Regions from separate parts of the Ovis aries genome. Here region 2 is linked to region 1. The links are chromatin contacts, called in public Hi-C maps. All regions are on one chromosome and are shown on one strand. Each heading gives the region's core, a stretch centred on a gene start, on an enhancer-like site or on the middle of the called end of the contact. The rest is flanking DNA. Distances are from core to core; before and after follow the strand shown. Region 1 overlaps POC1B (POC1 centriolar protein B). Region 2 holds the start of GALNT4 (polypeptide N-acetylgalactosaminyltransferase 4).

What was found. A called contact is a pair of places that touch in the nucleus more often than the background predicts.
Region 2: a contact with region 1 is called in a Hi-C map of blood, with 2.7 times the contacts expected there. The contact joins the promoter of GALNT4 here to the enhancer-like site in region 1. A contact is called at or near these places in 6 of 16 Hi-C or Micro-C datasets (blood, hypothalamus and skin fibroblasts).

What each region holds. Positions count from the first base shown.
Region 1 is chr3:125,820,584-125,827,328 of ARS-UI_Ramb_v3.0, forward strand. The region is part of intron 9 of POC1B (POC1 centriolar protein B); the gene reads right to left. Among named protein-coding and RNA genes, the nearest start is that of GALNT4, 65 kb to the right of the region's middle. Within about 2 kb of position 3,043, at least 16 of the 54 cell types and tissues checked have an H3K27ac peak or open chromatin away from gene starts, as enhancers often do.
Region 2 is chr3:125,885,367-125,892,111 of ARS-UI_Ramb_v3.0, forward strand. GALNT4 (polypeptide N-acetylgalactosaminyltransferase 4) reads right to left here and starts at 3,967. Exons shown (of 1, transcript XM_004006246.6): 1 at 1-3,967. The coding sequence starts at 3,709. The coding sequence ends at 1,961. POC1B (POC1 centriolar protein B) reads right to left here and starts at 5,103. Exons shown (of 11, transcript XM_060414018.1): 1 at 5,047-5,103; 2 at 4,289-4,373. The coding sequence starts at 5,061. It overlaps LOC132659615 (a long non-coding RNA gene), which reads left to right and starts at 5,223. Exons shown (of 3, transcript XR_009600203.1): 1 at 5,223-6,745.

The DNA.
Region 1 (6,745 bases), core at 1,793-4,292:
CAGACTTCTTTCTGACACAGGATAGACTCAGGATAGACTAGTTCTCTGCAGAATTCCTCTACAATAAATACAATTCTTGAGATCTACTGGAAAGTTTATAATGTTGTAATGTCAAGGGTTTTTCTTGCCTTTTTTTTTTTTTGGCCACATATGAATAATTTACCCCAAATATTTAACTATACTGATACTATTTCAGTAGTGTTGCCAAAGACCATGCCATTCCTCCCATTTGTTTTTAGGACTCTAGTTTTGCTCTAATAGAATTGATGGCAGAAATGATCTGCCTTGCAAAGATTAAGCACACTCAAATTGAAAGGCTAAAACTCTCAATTTTTTAAGACTTCAGATACACTGATAAAACCCATCAAGAGAGATGAACAAAGGAAAAGGACTACTTTTCTTACAGCTTCTAAGGAGAAGAGAAGTAAGTTTAGCACCTCTGAAAGGCAATTAGCAAAAAAGGAAATCTGTTCTCTAAGAGCATGTGAAATGTCACATGGACTACCTTAACAGGAGATGAGACAGCATGGATTCTCCTGCCCTCAGTGTCCTCAAACTACTTTTCTGGAAACTGGTACTGCTCCCCCTGGTGGCAATTTAGACACATTGTAAGTTGACTTTTCATATAAGGTTTTTTTCTAAACTGTTAGGCTACTTAGTCAATTTTATAATCTTTTCTCCCACATACTTTTTAAGGAAAATGGATCATGCCAAACAATTAAATACCACTTAAATGCCAAAGGAAACTTACTGTGGTAGAATCAAAAGAAAGGATGTCCACAACAGGGGGAGTGGAGGTCTGCAAATCGATTACATCAAGCTTTGGATTAATCTGCATATGTACATTAAAAAGGCTAATATTAGATTTTTATACCATAAGAAATTGGATGTCATTTGTAACAGTCTAGAGGGTATTTCCTAATATATTCTAAAATATATTTGTATATTAGCATGGATAGAAAATTTTTAAATATTAGCCTATCAAATCTATCAGTATATAAGAAAAGATCATTGTGACCAAGTTGAATTTATCCCAGGAATAAAAAGTTGCTTTTACATTTGAAAATCAATGGGATTCACCTAGGAAAGGCTATTAAAAATAAAATAAATGACCCACCTTAAAAGATGCAGAAAAAAATCCTAGCCAGTTCAGTAAGACAAGAAAAGGAAATAAAAGCATTAAGATGTAGGAATTGGAAACAGAAGAAATAAAATTCGTTATTCATATATAATTATCTACAAAGAAATCACAAAAGAATCTACCACTAAATCATTAAAACTAACAAGAGTTTACTAGATCCAAAATTGATATATAAAATCAATGACATGTCTGCATTTTAGTACACAGAAAATGCAAATTTTTAAAAATCATAATTTATAACACTATAAAAATTTAAAAATACATCAGAGAAAAACCAAGATGCATGAGACCTTTATGGAAAAATAAAATTCATGTAAAGATATTAGAGAAGATTATTGAAAGTTATACCATAAACAGCTCAGAAGCAAAGCCCTGTATAAATGGAAAACAAATACAAAATAAAAATGGTGCCACAAATTGGTAGAGGAAGGATGACTTGTACCTGAGAAGCAGGCTCACTAAATAGATCCCTAACACTACATAAAAGATGGACAGCAGATAATTTATAAACCTAAATGGCATGTTAAAACTACAAAGTTAATAGGAGTAAATGTGTAAAAATATCTTTCTGACATGGGGTAGAGAAGGATATCTTAAGCTAAAGCTGCAAAAGTAAAGCCATAAGGCCGAAAAAATTAAAAACGGGTCCATCCTGTTCACACCAATATTAAGCATTTCTGTTTCACAATGGATACCATAAAGTTAACAATCAGATAATGAACAGGAGGAGATGGTATGTTTGGAACTGGAAAAGGACAAATATCTAAAATATATAGGAAAAAACCCCGAAAATAAAAATAAAATATATAGGAAAAACCTACAAATCAATGTGAAAAGAACAGAAGTCCTAAGAAAACATCACAGGAAGCCTAACAGCTATCTAGACTATGAAGAGATTTTCAGAAACATTAGTAGTAATTAGAAAAGGGAAGAGTAAAGCAAAATCCCACTTATTACCTATCAGATTACAAAAGCTAGAAAGCTCAGTGATGTGCTGACTCTGTTCATAGAGCATTTTTTGTGATGGCAAAAACAAGAACCACCATCTTGGAGAAACTAACACTACATTGTAAATCAATTGTCAATACAATAAATAAATTCAAGAAACAAACCACAATCAGAAATCCCCCAGTGTTTATCAACAGTAGAACAGATACATAATCATGGGAATTACTGTCTTAGATTCATTGGAATCTTATATAGCAGTGAAAATGAATGAAATACAACTACGCATAACAACATGTGGAAGCATGAATTCAGAATCCATACAAACAAATCTCAGGATCTTAATGTTAAATAAAAAAGCAGGTTATATAAAAATATACACAGTATGATTCCATTATATAAAGTTTAGAGCTATCCAAAATGAAATAATATCTAATCATTGATTCAAACATATATAGTAAAATTTAAAAGAAAAGCAAGGGAATAATAGAGTGGTGACTACTTTGGAGGAAGATTATTTCAGAATTTGGAAAAAAAAAAAGGAAAGAAACCACAAGGTCACTATTTACACTGAACATTATGAATATAAAGAAGTAAACAAAGGGCAACAAAGATAGCAGAAGTGAAGTGAAGTGAAAGGCACTCAGTCGTGTCTGACTCTTTGCAACCCCATGGACTACACAGTCCATGGACTTCTCCAGGCCAGATTCTTTACCAGCTGAGCTACAAGGGAAGCCCCCTAAAGACAGCAGAGCTTGGTATCAAAAGCTACCAACAGTGAGTGTACTGGCGAACCTCAGGAAGGGACTGTTGACTGAGAAAGGCCTCCCATGGAGCAGAGAGAGCTTAAGATGACTTCTTTAGAGAAGTTACGAAAACAAAAGCAGAGAGGGAGGGCCGGAGATGAGGTTATGAGCCTCCCTGAGCATAGAGGCAGAATGCTGACACAAACTGTTGCACAAGGTGGCCGCCAGAGAGGGTGGCAAGGGTCAGATTGTGTGGGGTGAAGGCTTCTGGGGAGGCACAGAAGAACTGGAGGCCAAAATGCACGTTAGAAAGATTATGCTGGCGGGAACACGTACAGTATACAGAATAAAGTAGGGATATAACAGTGAGAACACTGCAGCAGTCAGGGGCTGTGGGAATAGGGGCTGAACCCGTGGTTAAGAGGCCTGGAATGATTTCAAAAGCAGTATCATGTCTGATCAGTACAGCTGAAGTTTGGAAACACTGTGAAGTGTTTACATTTATCCAGCCACTTGTGTTACAGGCAGAGGGGTACACACCCAACAATCCCTATACTGCAATAAAGAAGGAATCAGAACCATACAAGACCATCTATTTGCCTAGGTTTTTTCTGGCCATTGCACAGACCAGAACGCACAGCCTCCTTCCCGTCAGCTCTGGGTCCAGAGTTGAGGCAAAGATAAGAAACCTGAGGCCGACCTGCTTTCCTTTCAACGGTGAGCTAGCTATCCAGAAAGTGCCTGCAGACACCTTATTTTCTTTTATCTACTGCCACCTAGTGTAGATATGAAATTGTTTACCAATGAAAAATTCAATCTGCTTTTGCCATCTGAAACAAGAACTGCTCCAAAAGATGAAATCATATGGAAACGATCAGCGTCTCTCATAGAGAAATCCTTGAGCTTCTACGAGCTGGGAAATTCTTCCTACAACAATATTTTACTGTATCGTGCTACAAGTTGCTGCCACATTCATTAAGTGAAGCAGGAAAGTCTCACTAAGTAAAAGTTTATAGTCTTCTCCACAAAGAAAATATGCTGAGACAGTGACACTTACAGTTAAGTTCTTTGCAAGCTAATCTCCGTGAATATTAACAGCACCTTCTAGCTCTCCATTTTTATTAAAGGAAATAACGCTTCAATAACTACAGTTGCCTTGAAATGGGAATCAGCTGCCTCATGAGAGGCTGAGTTTTCCATCATCGAACAAGGGATTCATGCATGATGGAGGATTAATACAGGTGCCCTCACAGATTCCATCCCATGCCGAGGTTCTGGACAGCGAGGCGTTCATGAGCTAAAAAATTCTGAAGAGCAAGAAACATGTCCATCCTGTCCACTGTTGCATAATCTAAAGCTACTATGAGGTCCAGTATTTGTTAACAGGATGAAATTAAATCTCGATTCTACTGAAGCACTGTATGAAAATAGTTATAGGTACAGAATGGAACCAGAGTGACTGGTTGCAATTCTCATGTTGCTGCTTGCTAGCTCTAAGGTTTAACTTACATGGACCTCAATTTCTCATGGAATACAAATGGTGCTTCCTTTATAGTTTTTAGGAAGACTGAATGACAGTTTATGTAAGGCAATTAGAATAATGTTGCATGTGTTAGATATTATTATTATTGATAATCTCTAAAGAACATTTTCAGAGGTACAAAACAATACATATACCACACCTAGAACTGAAATACAAAATTGGTAGAGGAGGTCAGTTTTATTAACCATTAATTAATGACACAATGTTTCAACCTTAATAGAAGGTTGAAATAAAAACTCAATCTCAGACTCCAAGTCATAAATTGATCACTTGTAGTTTTCAACTATGAATCACGGCCAGACTACCACATAATATCTTTATATAAATATTTGGTTGAAGTTAAAGGAAGTTTTCCTTCCTGCTCAATATCATATAGAATTTGCTATGCAATGTGGTGATTAAGGTAACTTCAAATGGCCATAATGAAATCAGAAACCAAAAAAACAATTATTGACAAAATCTTTTTAATTAACTTCAAGGCTATGGTTTTTCCTGTGGTCATGTATGGATGTGAGAGTTGGACTGTGAAGAAGGCTGAGTGCCGAAGAATTGATGCTTTTGAACTGTGGTGTTGGAGAAGACTCTTGAGAGTCCCTTGGACTGCAAGGAGATCCAACCAGTCCATTCTGAAGGAGATCAGCCCTGGGATTTCTTTGGAAGGAATGATGCTAAAGCTGAAACTCCAGGACTTTGGCCACCTCATGCGAAGAGTTGACTCATTGGAAAAGACTCTGATGCTGGGAGGGATTGGAGGCACGAGGAGAAGGGGACGACCGAGGATGAGATGGCTGAATGGCATCATGGACTCGATGGACGTGAGTCTGAGTGAACTCCGGGAGATGGTGATGAACAGGGAGGCCTGGCGTGCTGCGGTTCATGGGGTCGCAAAGAGTCAGACAGGACTAAGCGACTGAACTGAACTGAACCCCTTCTTACTGGACATTGATTCGAGCAAACTCTGGGAGACAGTAGAGAACAGAAGAGCCTGGCGTGCTGCAGTCCATAGGTAGGGCTGCAAAGAGTTGGATGTGACTTAGAGAGTGAATACCACCACTGCCAACCCTTCTTACAATAATATCCCGCAACGCTCTTAGAATAGCTGTTTTGAAGCCTGTCTCCAAGATCTACCACCATCCTTTAGAATGGCTCTATGTCTTCCCATCAAAATGTGCAAAAAGGTGGGGAAGAAAAGTGTCAGGCACACACTTTAAGTTAGTTCCTCCTTCGAGAAGGAAAGTTTGGTTTTGTCTGGGGGTTTGGACTATGTAACCCAGCTCATGACAGTCTGAAAAAGACAAAGTCAGCGTGAATTAGTGAAGTGCCATTGCACAATGTGGACAGGGCTGTACTAGAAAAGAAAGAAGTTGTCTTATGTTTTAATTAAGACAGTGTGCCCAGGCCAGGAGCATTAACAAAGGCTCTGCAGTTAGATGAGCAGAAAGGACAGAGGAGGGGTCTGACACCGTGAAGAAGATTTTATGCTTTCTGCCTTCTTTCATGTGACCTACATCTCTCATTTACTCTAAAAGCAATCTGCCCATCGCCCCCTCTAACAGTGTTGCTGCTAAGTCGCTTCAGTCGTGTCCGACTCTGTGCGACCCCATAGACGGCAGCCTACCAGGCTCCCCCGTCCCTGGGATTCTCCAGGCGAGAACACTGGAGTGGGTTGCCATTTCCTTCTCCAATGCGTGAAAGTAAAGTCGCTCAGTCGTGTCCGACTCTTTGCGACCCTATGGACTGCAGCCCACCAGACTCTTCCGCCCATGGGATTTTCCAGGCAAGAGTACTGGAGTGGGGTGCCATTGCCTTCTCTGCTCTAACTGTGTAGGAATTAGTAATTTTTATGTGCAGTCAGCTGGTACCCAAGGTCTAAGACTCCATAAGATTCCACACCTTCAAACAAGTGGTGCCTTTGAAAAGACTGGCAAATGGATGACTTTTGTAAAATATCAAATAATTTCACTCAGAAGATTGAGATTATGTGATTCAAATCAGCCTAATAGAAAACACAATAAAATGCAAATCACAGGAATACAGTGTTGCTTCAAACTCAGAAATGAAACCCTTCTGGTTACTAAAAATAGAGGAAGCTGGGGAAATTAGATCATCTAGATGCTATTTATTTCACATTTTCTAATAATATATTTTTCTTCTTTTAATTAGGAATTTTGACCTCAAAAAAAGGGGGTTGCTAGTTTTCAATTATTTCCAAAGGCACATATTACTTTGCCTAAAGCTTTGAAAAAAAAGTTTAATCCATCAAATTTAGTATTTCAAAGTAAAATTTGCTTATCTTAAATAATACACAGTACAACTTCTATTCTGATTCACACTATTCTAAGTGACATTTAAAAAGTAACAGCCTTTTAG
Region 2 (6,745 bases), core at 2,717-5,216, 66 kb after region 1:
CATTTTTATTTTATGAAACAAAAGAGAAACAAAATCTACAAAGCAATATTACTGCTTGAAAAGGTTATTCTAAAAACTTTTGTTAAATTTAGGTTTTGCCAAGTTCCTACTCTCCAAGTAGTCAAGTAGACACCAAAAACAACTTCTGAGTACTGTGGACTGATCCTTTATGGAGCATGCATTTTTCACAAGTCTACAGCAAAATGAACTAGTTAAGATTTAATTCTGAATTCAGCCTGTGATTGATTTCTGGATATAACACTGGAATAAAAACAGTAAAAGTAACTTTTTAAAAATAGGTTTACTTCTCACATAAATTAGTTTAGAAAATGTTAATGTTCTTAACTCAAAAGATTCCTTTCAGACTTTGAAAGATCAAAGAATAAAAAACAAAATTGGTTCAGCAATTTCCAAAATAAAATGAATACAAACACTGGCCACAACTTTCCACTCAATCCAAAAAAAACCACTTTAGCTGAGCTCAGCTCACTTAATTTTCAAAAACCATTTCTTTTTCCCAGCTTCATACCTGGAATTACCGTTCCTCAACAACATTACCTACATCAGCAGGGAGGAGATAAAAGTGTTGTAGAGATTGCACCGTCACTGAATGTACAAGCAGGACATTCCAGAGCAGGAGGGAATCTTCAAGACCTGCTCCAGCACCCACATTTTACAGATGAGAAAACTGAGGCCCAAAATGAGTCATTTAATCAAATGACTTGACCAAAGCCACATTGATTGGCTGAGCCATTCATTCAGCCAGTCATTCATTCACCCACAATTACTGACAGCTATCTAGGCGCCAGGTCTGGGACTCCATGCAGAAAAGAAGCTGTAAGGCCCCATCCACCATTGCAGAGGCTATCCTTCCCCTTGGAAAATCTTAAGATCAACCCTTAAAAGTCCTCATCAGCAAGAACTCTGTAGGAACTGCACTGACTTTGTCAAACAGGTCTCACTTTGAGTTCACAAGTTTCAGTAAACACAGTTGGCCTCTACTGTGTTTATTTTAAGCGATTATTAAGCGTTTACTTTAAGTGATTAAGCATTAACAAAGAGAAGCACAGTATTCTGAATGAGTCCCTTTCTGATACATTCAAAGTTTAATGAAGTGCAATCAGAAAATACCCCATATACACAAACAAGTTCACAGAGAGGACAGCTTACAAAATCAGAGCGATCTGAGGTATCAACATAGAGCAGTTAAGTCTAACAGCTCAATCCCCTCAATTCCACAAAGTGTGGAATGTAAATGATTCCCATTTCATTCAGATGTGGGTATATTTTTCTGAGATGTCTGTATGTTAGGAAGACCTCTAAACTCAATTCCAATTCACATCCAGTGACAAGATAACTAAACCAGGCCTTTCTCCTGAAGAGTAACTTTCCTTGATTTCTATTTGAATAACAGAAAATTAGAATAAAAAAACTAAATAAAACCTAAAATTTCATGTGCTGACTAAAGGAAATTCAAATTCTATGTACAACAAAAATAGCAACAGCTTGAACTGCACATTTCTGAGTTTTTTGTTTTTTTCTTTTTAATGAGATGTGCAGTGAACTTACCCATCAACATAAATCATCCCTCATTTTGCCTGGACTTTTATATTCTTTAAGATTAAGTCTGGCACTCAAATGTTTTGTGTATCTCAAGTCACAGTCGAGTCAACTTCTTTAAGAAGTAAGAGAACATATTGACAAAGCTCTTAAATAAAACAACCCCAAAATAAGGCACTTTGAAATATTAAACAATAGCTCTCTGTTTACCCAGTTTCAGTGGGGTTTTTTTTTTGTTTTTGTTTTTTTAACCAAAACGCTCCGCCGCTTTTACAGAGGTCTCGCAGATGACCACTGGGTGAATGTTGATGAAATAAATCTTCACTGAGGCTCTCTGAAGGCTGACTCCCCTGAAGCTATTGTCAGTTCAGGACCAAAGCACTCATCAAAGTATGCTCATCTATGTCTCAAACTTCCAGATTTGATTTTTATCCAGAGCATCACAAGTTCTCATCTGAACATCAGGCCGGCCCTCGGGTGTCCGGTAAGCACTAAGACACAGTCCTGAGTGGGGATGAAAAATGGTTCCATCTTCTTTAAAATGCCAAATAATGTTTGCTGGGATAGGAAACCCATCTTTGGGACAATTTTGCATTCCCACATGCTTTTTTAGCTCGGGAACTTCTGCACATAACTCCGTCACCGAATTAAACCTTATTTCTTTGTTGGAGGTATACTCAAAGAATTGATTGCCTCCTTGACCGTGGCACCCAAAGAGGGAAAGGTTAGCACTTGTGGGGTTATTGTCAGGAGCATTATAATCTAAACATTCAGAAGAGATCCCAATACTGTGAATAGCTCCGTGCCAGCCTGGCCTATCCTCTGGAACGTGCAAAGTAGAAAACACATTTTTCAAATACCAGTCAAAGCTCTTGCACTTCAGCCTTTCCCGTAGTAATTTTCTTTCAGAAATATCACCATAAGCTTCTTTCCTTGCTGGAGGGTTTCGGTTGTAGAAATGCTCTTTGTACTCGTCCATCCAGACTTCCGCTGCCCGAGCAGTATTCTGCAGGAAATTGGGCCGAGCATATGGTGCCCGCTTAGGGAATACGTGGCCCACGTGGGAACAGGGGTGGATCTCCAGTTTACCTCCACACTGCCACACCCTGAAAGACAGCTCCAGGTTTTCACCTCCCCACACTTCCATCCCAGTGTCATAAGTTCCAAGGTACTGAAAATACTTCTTGCTGACCGCAAACAGTCCTCCGGCCATGGTGGGCGATCTGAATGGTTCAATTCTGGATTTACGCCTGTCCCTTTCATGTTTGGGGACAGAATGCCACTGGAATGTTAGACGCCAGTCGAACCCACCAATCATGGGTTCCCCAGTCTGCATATAGAATTCAAAAGTATTCCAGTCGATGGTGTCTATAACAGGACAAATGACCACTGTTTCATCCTTATGAATCCTTTCCAAAAGTGGCTCCAGCCAACCAGTATTACACTCACAGTGACAATCCAGGAAAGTCAGGACATCGCCAGTGGCAAAAGTGGCCCCAATCAGACGGGCCCTCACCAGCCCTTCGCGCTTGTTTGTTCTAATCAGGCGGACTCTATCCAGATTGCTGACGTAAGCTTCAAGCTGTGTCTTCAAATACACTCTGTCGCTCAAGTCATCGACTAAGATGATCTCCTTCAGAAGGACTGCAGGAGAAGTTTCTAAAACACTGTGGATGGTGCGAAGTAAAGTCGACCAGGCTTCGTTATAGAAAGCGATGATGACAGAAGTGGTGGGAAGTCTCCTGTAGTTAAACTTCTTGGACTTACACTCATACATTCTTTTATCCTCTATGTGGCGGTGCAGGGAAATCCTGTCACTGAGGTAAATGTTAATGGCATATCTCTCAATGAGTTCCTCTTGCTGCTTCAGTTCACTCTCGCTGAGCTGGAGTTTGCTGGCTTTCCCCCACTCCCCAAGGGCACGGGAATCTGCAGGGGGCTTCTCATACAGCGGTCGAGACAAATCCACTGCTTTCTTCCCCGGCTCTGAGAGCTGTCTTGACCCCGGTTCCTGGGCACCGCCGGCTCGTAAGGAGGCATGGAAAGTGGAGACGGAGAGTTCCACCAGGAGGTAGGCCACTGTTAGGAGCGCCAGCAGCAGGCAGCTTTTGCGTGCCCACGTCCACCTTACGGCCATCCGGATCTTCATGGCTGGGGCGCGGACGCGGCCACCAGAGTCACCGCGCGCAGGGGAAGGGCTGCGGGACCCGCCGCTTGAGCTCCGGGCTCAGGTAGGAGCGAACTTCCGAGCAGGTCCCGCTTTTCATGCAGGCGTTCGGCTCCTCGGCAGTCGCGGGGACTTCCTGGGGGTCACCTGGGACCTCCGCGGGGCTCGGCCTCCGGTGCACCCCCAACTCCTCTCTCCCCACTTCCTCCTGCCTGCCTCACAACTTTTCACAAACTCTACAGCCAACAACACCCCACCCTCCCCGGGCAGAGGACAAACCCCTCCCCTTCCCTCTTCCTCCCCCTGGTGGCGAGTTCGCGCCAGTGGTCGGCCAGGCCCGGGCCCAGGCCTGTGGGCGACTCTGCGGGGCCGGGGGCGGGAGCACCAAGGTGACCCCGGACTCGGGTCCACTCCCGCTCCAACTGCATCTCGGCCGCTCTCCGCACGATTCTACCCATCTGGGTCCTCAGTCGTGATGCTCCCGGGGACCCAGCTTGGACGGGCGGCAATCCTACCGATTGAGCGTCTCATCACAAAAAAAGAAAAAAAAAGAAAACTTACCAAGTTGTTTGCCGTTGGGGCTAAAGTCCACGGAGGTGATCGCAGCTTTGTGGCCCTTAAAGTAACGCTCCAGAACCGGGTCCTCCTGGGAAGGAAAGTTGTCAAGTTTTGAAAGCAGGTGCAGACCTCGAATGTGGGGGGGTCGGAGAGGAGCGCGGTCCCCTCCTGCGGGAGCCGGCCCGGGAACGGCCACATCGGTGGAGGGTTGTGGGGGAGCAGCAGCACCCCGAACGAGCACGCGCGGCCGCAGCTAACTGGGGTGTACGCCGAGCAGCAGCCTCCCCCCGCAGAGCGGGCGGAATCCCCGTTCGCGCTGCCCAGGAGCGGGCGCCCGCCCGAGACCACCTGGGCAGAGCGATTGAAATGCACGTTCCGGGGCCCCGCCCGCAGGCTCGCGGTCACAGGTGCGAGGCGGAGCCCCCCGGCTTCGGTACTTTTCAAAAACCTCCCAGGTGATTCTGACGCAGGCGCTCCACGGAAACCCTAAGAGAATTCTGGGGTGGGGGGGGCATGGGGCCGCCGGGGCGGTCGGAGCTCGGGGAGGAGCACCCGGGGCTCCGCCAGGGCTCGGCGCTCCCGGTGCCCCGGGGGCAAGGGATGAGTCACGGGCGCCCCGGGGCGAGGGGCGCGGAGCTCGCGGGTCGGGACTCGGCTGAGGACGCCTGCCTCCATGCCCCGCCAGGTGCGGGTGTAGCCCCGACCTGGCTCCCCAACCCGCGGGACCGGCTCCAGGGAGGCGCACCGCAGCCCGTCCTTACCGGGGAGGAGGCCATGGGGGAGCGCTCAGCTCCCGGCTCCTGCCCGCAGGGGGAACCGGGGGGAGGGAGGGGGCGGGGTAGGAAGGGGGACCGTGCGGTGCCCGGAACCGTCCGCCCGGAGCGGCAGCGCCTCCCGGTCACTACAACAACGGCGCCCCAGTCAAACCCCGCGCTCCAGGCGTGGCCAGCCGAGCCCCGAGGCTGCGCCCGCGCCGCGAAAAGCCGGACCTCCGCCACCTGGCAAGGCGGACGCCGGGGGATCAGGTGTCGTCACACATCAAAGCCAACGTTTGCTAACACCTGAGCTCCCCCCGGCTTGATACCAGAAGGAGGGTAGTAACCGATACAGGTAGGAGACCGATGGTTGGGAGAGGGTAAGGAACCTGTGATCGATGCAATCAGAATTCTATTACGCGTTAAAGAGACAGCGCGCGCAAATTTGAAGCAGGTCCCGCACAGCTTATTTTTTGATGCAGAAGACAGTTTGATCTGAAATGAGGCGGCTTGCTATTTATTAATATACACAAAAGAAGTAAATCTCTGGAGGACAGACTTGAAGTTATTTAATCACTGTTTTTCACACACGCCCAGAGTGTTATAAATGTAGATGCTGGATAAAGGTGATGAATGAATGAACGGATGTTTTCCATCCATTTAAGGTTTTCTGCTGTGTTTCTGTTTCAGTCTCGTTTGCCTGTGCTTTAGAGCTGCAAATTGATACAGTAGCATATTTGAGGTCTTTAGGAAGACTTAGAAACATATTTTTTGTTCTGTTTAAATTATCCGGACACATGGTAACTATAGACATTGCTACAGCAGACTTTCCTACTAGAGTATCATTTGAGCTTCAGCAACGCTGCGAAGTTGATAGGAAATGTGGCCGACCTTTAGAGATTATAAACTTGATTCTTAGACATTTTGATTTAATTATCAAAAGTTACACAAAGACAGCTCTTCCAGTTTCCAAGTCCGTATCCTTTTTTACCCTGTTACAAAGCTTGAAGAACTCAGCTGAAAGTTACATATAGCATAAAGATTCTTGGCAGCATAAGATGGGATCATAGACCACAGCTGGTAAGATACACTGTCTATACAAATGAAAGGCATACTACACTGTTACAGATTTTCTAACTCGTTGAATTTAGTTGTAATGAATACTGTACATAGCAATCAAGCAAATTTAGACTGAAATATTAGTTCAAGTATATGTTTGTTGAATATCTCCAGGATATTTGGCAGTGAGGGATACAAAAGTGACTGAGATATTTTCCCCTGACTGAGATATTTTCCCCGCCTTTGAGAACTCAACAATCTAGGTTTCTGAGTTTCGTGTGTTAGCATGCATAATGATGGTTTTAGGGGACCTCAGTCTCAAAGATGCTGATTCAGCATATATGAAGTGGAATCAAGGACCCTACAGATGTATTAATAATAAGCCTCTTAGGTGATTGCCTTGGGAGTCTCAGCTGTGTACATTGAGAAACATCACTCTAGTCTAGAAGGTGATGTGTCAAGATTGTTGATACTAGCAACTTATCAGCAAACTGCGGCAGGACTCTAAGCTTTGCTACTTATTCCCAGTCCAGGTTTGACTTTAAAAGAAAAAAAAAAAAGACCAATATATTAAAAAAATAATGCTGGATGCTTGTGGGAACGTAAAAGGAAATAAAGCAGTTCCTAAAAATTTAACCCTGAGGTA